2 separate regions of the Ovis aries genome follow, and region 1 is linked to region 2. Evidence: chromatin contacts called from public Hi-C data. All regions are on one chromosome and are shown on one strand. Each heading gives the region's core, a stretch centred on a gene start, on an enhancer-like site or on the middle of the called end of the contact. The rest is flanking DNA. Distances are from core to core; before and after follow the strand shown. Region 1 overlaps LOC132659457 (a long non-coding RNA gene). Region 2 overlaps SARNP (SAP domain containing ribonucleoprotein).

The links. A called contact is a pair of places that touch in the nucleus more often than the background predicts.
Region 1: a Hi-C map of liver shows a contact between it and region 2, with 3 times the contacts expected there. The contact joins two enhancer-like sites. A contact is called at or near these places in 2 of 16 Hi-C or Micro-C datasets (liver and tail adipose tissue).

What each region holds. Positions count from the first base shown.
Region 1 is chr3:163,800,497-163,803,367 of ARS-UI_Ramb_v3.0, reverse strand. It overlaps LOC132659457 (a long non-coding RNA gene), which reads right to left. Exons shown (of 3, transcript XR_009599955.1): 2 at 656-746. Among named protein-coding and RNA genes, the nearest start is that of TMT1B, 24 kb to the right of the region's middle. Within about 2 kb of position 1,602, at least 16 of the 54 cell types and tissues checked have an H3K27ac peak or open chromatin away from gene starts, as enhancers often do. A contact at or near this core is called in liver, where this site is marked.
Region 2 is chr3:163,661,227-163,664,030 of ARS-UI_Ramb_v3.0, reverse strand. All of the region lies in intron 2 of SARNP (SAP domain containing ribonucleoprotein), which reads right to left. Among named protein-coding and RNA genes, the nearest start is that of SARNP, 6.7 kb to the right of the region's middle. Within about 2 kb of position 1,475, at least 6 of the 54 cell types and tissues checked have an H3K27ac peak or open chromatin away from gene starts, as enhancers often do. A contact at or near this core is called in liver, where this site is marked.

The DNA of each region.
Region 1 (2,871 bases), core at 353-2,852, 140 kb before region 2:
GTGGAGATTTCCTCTTTCTCCACCCATGTTCAAGTTTCAGACTTTAGCCTTTTAGCCAAATGTTAATAAAACTTTTCGTCTACCAGATTTTACCAGATCCAAAGTGAGGAGGAGTTCTCTGACTTCATGAATGGAGTATGCTGTAGGCAATTTTTTTACAAGTTACCTAAAAAGTAAGCACGCCTCACTATAACAAGGATTAATTTTTCTCTCAAGTCAAAAAAATCGGATTCCATATTAAGAAGGCATATATTCCCCCTAAGGTTCAGATTTGGATTCTATTCCTAGCAAAATGCTAGTCTATGCTAGGGACACAGGACTTCTTAGCAAGCCTTAGTGAGCTCTGCTGGGTCACACAGCCCTCCTAGGTCAGGTGCCAGCTTCAAGTTCCCATCCTCAACACTCTCCTCTGAGAGAAGAAAGAGGGAGAGCTCAGTAAAAAGAACCACCTGGGGAATTTCCCTGGCAGTTCAGTGTTTAGGTCTCCGTGCTGACAGTGCAGGGGCCACCAGTTCAGTCTCTCGTCAGAGAACTAGGACCCTGCAGTGCTCACAGCACGGTCGAACAACCTGGCTTTGACTGAAGCTTTACGCTGATCTTCCACATCTTGATATTTACTAGGCAGAATAATAACAGCCAAGCAGTAATATCTCACCTCAGTGTGACGCAAGTGGTTTACAAAGCGCTCTCGCTTGCATTTCTTCATTTGAGCCTCATCTGAGAGGTAGGCATGACATATTCTTCCCCTGGAACAATGGAACAGATGAAGAAACTAAGGCTCAGATAAACGACAAGCTACATAGCCTGCACATGGTAGAATGGTAACTAAGTGCACAGTTTCGGCCTCACAGTTCAGTGCTTTTTATATAACATGTCATTGCCTATAGAGTGTTACTTCTTCAATATTGTTGTGTCTGTTTTGGATGTGTGCCTTCACCTTTTTATGCAAGTTGTAAAAAAATAAGAATATATGTTACTATCTTGAGACTTCCCTGGTGGGTCCAGTGGTTAAGACACACTTCCACTGTGGGGGTTGAGGGATCAATCCCTGGTTGGGGAACTAAGATCCTGCATGCCGCAAGGTGTGGCCAGAAAAATTAAATTAAATTTAAAATAAATAAATAATGATATTATCTCAAGATGAGGACAACAACAAAAGGAAAAAAAAAAAAGGAGAGCTCAGTACTTCTTAACAAATATAGTTGGCACGCTAGGTCATATCTGATGGCCTCCAGTATTTTTGCTGTGAAATACTAAAGCATCATATTGCGACATGAGAGAGTGCACACAGAAGTTGCACAACAAGTATGTATAATGAGAAGAGCACACTGGGTTGCTAGAGGGCTCACACTCTTCTTGTCACTCTCCCTGTGCATCTTGAGAGTTCCTTGTGACCAGAGGGCATCTCAGCGAAAGTCTGCCAACTGCAGTATAAAGCCGGGCATTCTAGCAGAGCCACCCCTTCTAAAGGTGAAAATACTGCTCAGAGCTGCCAAGAATGATGTTTGCACTAGACATTCTAACCCCTACTCCAACTCTGAGCCTCGCCCCATTCCTGAAGCTAAGGGCCCAGCCCCAGTCCCTGCCCTAACACCAGGAATTATCTCATCTGATCCTCTGGCCTTGACTCCTGCTCACTGACCGGACCTCTGTCTATCTCGCCTACCAGTTCCATCCAGTTTCACCTCCTGCCTCACTGACTTGGTTTGATCCTTGCTGGACTCCATTTGGGCTTAATTAGCCATGCCCAGGCACAGGCCCCAGGCAGGTCCTGTTTGACCCTGCAGTGAGGTGCTAAGTCTGTACATCTGCCCACCTAGGCATCCCTTAAATGGAGGCCTTGCCACCACTCCTTCCTGAAATCAAGCTCTGGAATGTCCAGGCCTCCCCAGAGAGCACTGCCTCTTGGAGGAACCAAGGGAACCAAGGACCCTGAACTCACAAGCTCCATCTCCCTTTTCAGTCAATAAAGTGGTTTCTTAAGACAGAGCTTCTCAATGTACATACGGACACAGATATGTATGTGAATGACCTGGGGATCTTGTTCTAAATGCAGATTCAGATTCAGTAGGTCTGGGGTGGAACCCAAAATGCTTCATTTCTAGCAAATGCCCCAGTGAAACCAATAATGTTGGCTTTCAGAGCTAGGGGCACTTTGAGGACCAGGGTTAGACACACTTAGTTGTGTCTGATTCTTTTCTGTCCCCATGGTCTGTAGCCTGCCAGGCTCCTCTGTCCTTGGGATTTCCCAGGCAAGAATATATAGCAGAACCCACTGGAGTGGATTGCCATTTCCTCCTCCAGGGGAGCTTCCCAACCTAGGGATCGAACCTGGGTCTCCTGCATTGCAGGCAGACATTTCACCACTGAGCCACCAGGGAAGTCCAGAGTTCTAGAATACTGATTACTGTGGTATTGCAAAATTAAAAACAAACAAACGACAAGCATAGCAACAGCAACAACAAAACCAAACAGCCCACAGAATCTGGAGTGTGTCACCGTGTGTTTTGTTTTTGCACTAATCATGGCAGCACTGCTTTATCTTTCACTTAAAAGTTTCCTGCAAGTGTGTTCTGTCCCCTACTCATGCGTCAGTTCCTTTACAGCACTCATCCATTCTGCAAACTGTGTTGGTGCTACAGGAAATCGTAAGACCATCCTTGTGTTCAACAGGCCCTTACAGGTAGACAGACCTGTAAACCGGCATCTTCGGTGCAATGTGATGAGTATAATAATAGTATTAATATCTGTATATAGCATGAGGAAAAAGAGGCCTAGAACCACATCAGGTCAGGAACTCATCAGGAAAGCCATACCGGGCAATGAAAAGCCTGAGGTGAATCTAACCAAAGAAAGGAGAGAGCCCAGTGT
Region 2 (2,804 bases), core at 226-2,725:
TACCTTTTGTACTTTGGTAGTTTGCTACCAAAGTAATTCTAGGTTAAAGGTAACTTCAAAAATAGAATCTATATTAAATAATGTAATAGCGTTACCGGGCTCTTTATTCTCATTTTAAGGCACATAATGACATGCTGATCCAAGGAGAACACCAAAGAAAAAGGAAGGTTTTAAAAATCCTATATGCAGATCAGCGCACAAACAGATATGCGTCCTGGAAAAGACTTTACTAGTTTTGAAGTACAGATCTAAGACCAACCAGTAGAAATTAGAAAGCAGATTCCTATAAAAGAAAGAATGTTGTAACTAAGGAACTATGCTGGTCATCTCTAAAAGGCTTTCAACCAAGGAAGCATTTGGAAATGGAGAGGGGAGCTTTTTTTCTGATTGGGTATTCAGTGAGTAGGACAGGTAGGCAGGGAGGGATACAACATGGAAAACTGTTCTGCTCAAGCCAACAGCTCCCTCTACTGAGAAACACAGTAGGTAATCACCCATTAAAAGCATGGAGCATAACAAAGCCTAACAAGGCATCTGAAGTCAGACTACACCGGGTTCAAACTCCAGCTTTACCACTTACGTCTGTGTAGCCTAGGTGAGTAACGTAACCACTGTGCCTCAGTTTCCTAAGAAATGGGGATAATGTAACAGTACCTGCAGCATAGGGTTGTTACAAAGATTAAACCAGTAAATATCTGTAAAGCATTTACAATAGTGCTTAGCAGCTAGTAAGTGTTAGAAACTGGTTGAAGAGTTAGACAAGATTAGACAGAATCACTGTTTCTCTGATTTCTGAATTTCACAGATCAATATATTTTTAAATAGGTAGAGAGACAGGGCTGCCAACTTTTTATAGCATTCCAGGTTGTGGACCAACACTTTTGTAAACAAATCAATTACGAGAAAATCAGTCATACATTTGGAATGTAGCAGTGATGTCAAACTGCTATAAAAGTTTCTAAAAGCTTACTTTCTTTTTTTAAATTTATCTCATCATTAACCAGTAACAGTTCATGGATGAGCACTGACCTACAAAAAATACAGTGAATAGGACTAATCTAGAATCTAGATTCTAAGTGATCTCTAAGGTCCATTTCTTAAGATTCTAGATCTTTCCCATGGTGGCACTTTATTTTTTTTCAGTTACTGTGTGTGTATTTAAAGGGTACTGGGTGTTTGTTTATAACACAATACAATTTCTTTACTTTCTGTAACTCCTAATCTTCCTTTTTTCTTCTCCTCCTCTAAGTAACATTAAGGGAAAAGGAATGTAAATATTCAGGCAATTCAAATTTCAACTTTCTAACAGAGCTGTTCCTCCCTTCTCCTTCCTTCCCCAAATTGTGTGTAGATACAGATGGAAGTTTACAAAATCTTTCACGTAACAGGGAAAGATAGTCAGTGACAGATTCTGCACAGGATGCTGATCTAGCAGACCTGAAGCAGACAGACTGGTACAACTGGTTGTTTAGCATGGACAGCATCCACCACTGCTAACCACTGACCTTGCTACTGCTGTTGAAATCTCAGCCCCCAACTGGCTCTCATTCCCTAACCTCAGGTCTTTGGCTCATTCAGCAGTCTTCTCAGCACTTCCATGTCCCCTTCTCTAGTCAAATGAGAATGTTACATACATTTTTACACACTGTTGCATCACTTTATTATTATATTGTGGGTTCCCCTCCAAAAGGGAAATTGCTGAGTGAAAACAGAATAGCTGAAAATAAAGTCATTTCACACATTTCATTTTGGCACAATTACATTAGTAGTAGAACAAAACCCTTTTAAAACCTCAAATATGGACCTATAAAGTCAAATCTTACCCATTTTTATATGCATCTGACTTTAAAATGTTTTAAAAGAATGTATTTAAAAAACCCAAGATATATTGAGTGAATTGTACAGCATGTGAATTGTGCCTCAATAAGACTATTAAGAAAAAACAATTTATAGAATACTGTAAGATACTAACATTAATGTAAAAAAAAAAACCATGCAAACACATAACAGTCATACAATGTTTATACACAAGATGCCTGGGCAAGAAACAGATAAAACACCAGCTGGATCTCAGAAGAAACCTGAGGACAGGTAGAGGAGAGAAACCTTTTACCATATACCCTTTTTACATCTTTAAAACTGTGAAGTTGAGTATGAATTACCTATTCAAAAACTAAATTTGGGACTTCCCTGCTGGTCCTGTGATTAAAACTCTCAGCTCCCAATGCAGGGGCCCAGGTTCGATCCCTGGTCAGGGAACTAGATCCCACATGCTGCAACTAAGACCCAGTGCAGCCAAATAAATGAATTTAAAAAAAAAAAAAAAACTAAATTTCCAGTTTCAATCCTAAAATGTTATTTTTCAGTATTAATAAGGCATTTTTCATGTTACCTATCCAACCAGCAGGGAAAGGACTGACTGATCAACTAGCGACACAATACATTTAACATTAATCCCCATTCATTGCCCTGTGATTTCTACTAATTTACTCATCTTGAATTTTGATTCAAATATTGTTCACCTGTTATCTCTCAACTCGGTTTATAAACCTTCAAGGACAGAAGCATTTTATATAATTTATAACATTTCATATGATAGGATTTAAATTTCAAGTATCAATACATGCCAAACAAAAGGCTAAGTCTTTTGAACATCATTTCCTCATTTAATCCTCACAACATCTATGTGGTTGATTTTATTATTACATTTCATAAATTAAGAAAACAAAGCTTAAAGAAACTCAGTAATTTGCTTAAAAAAATCACCCAGCCAGAAAATAGTGAAGCCAATAGCCAGCTCAGAT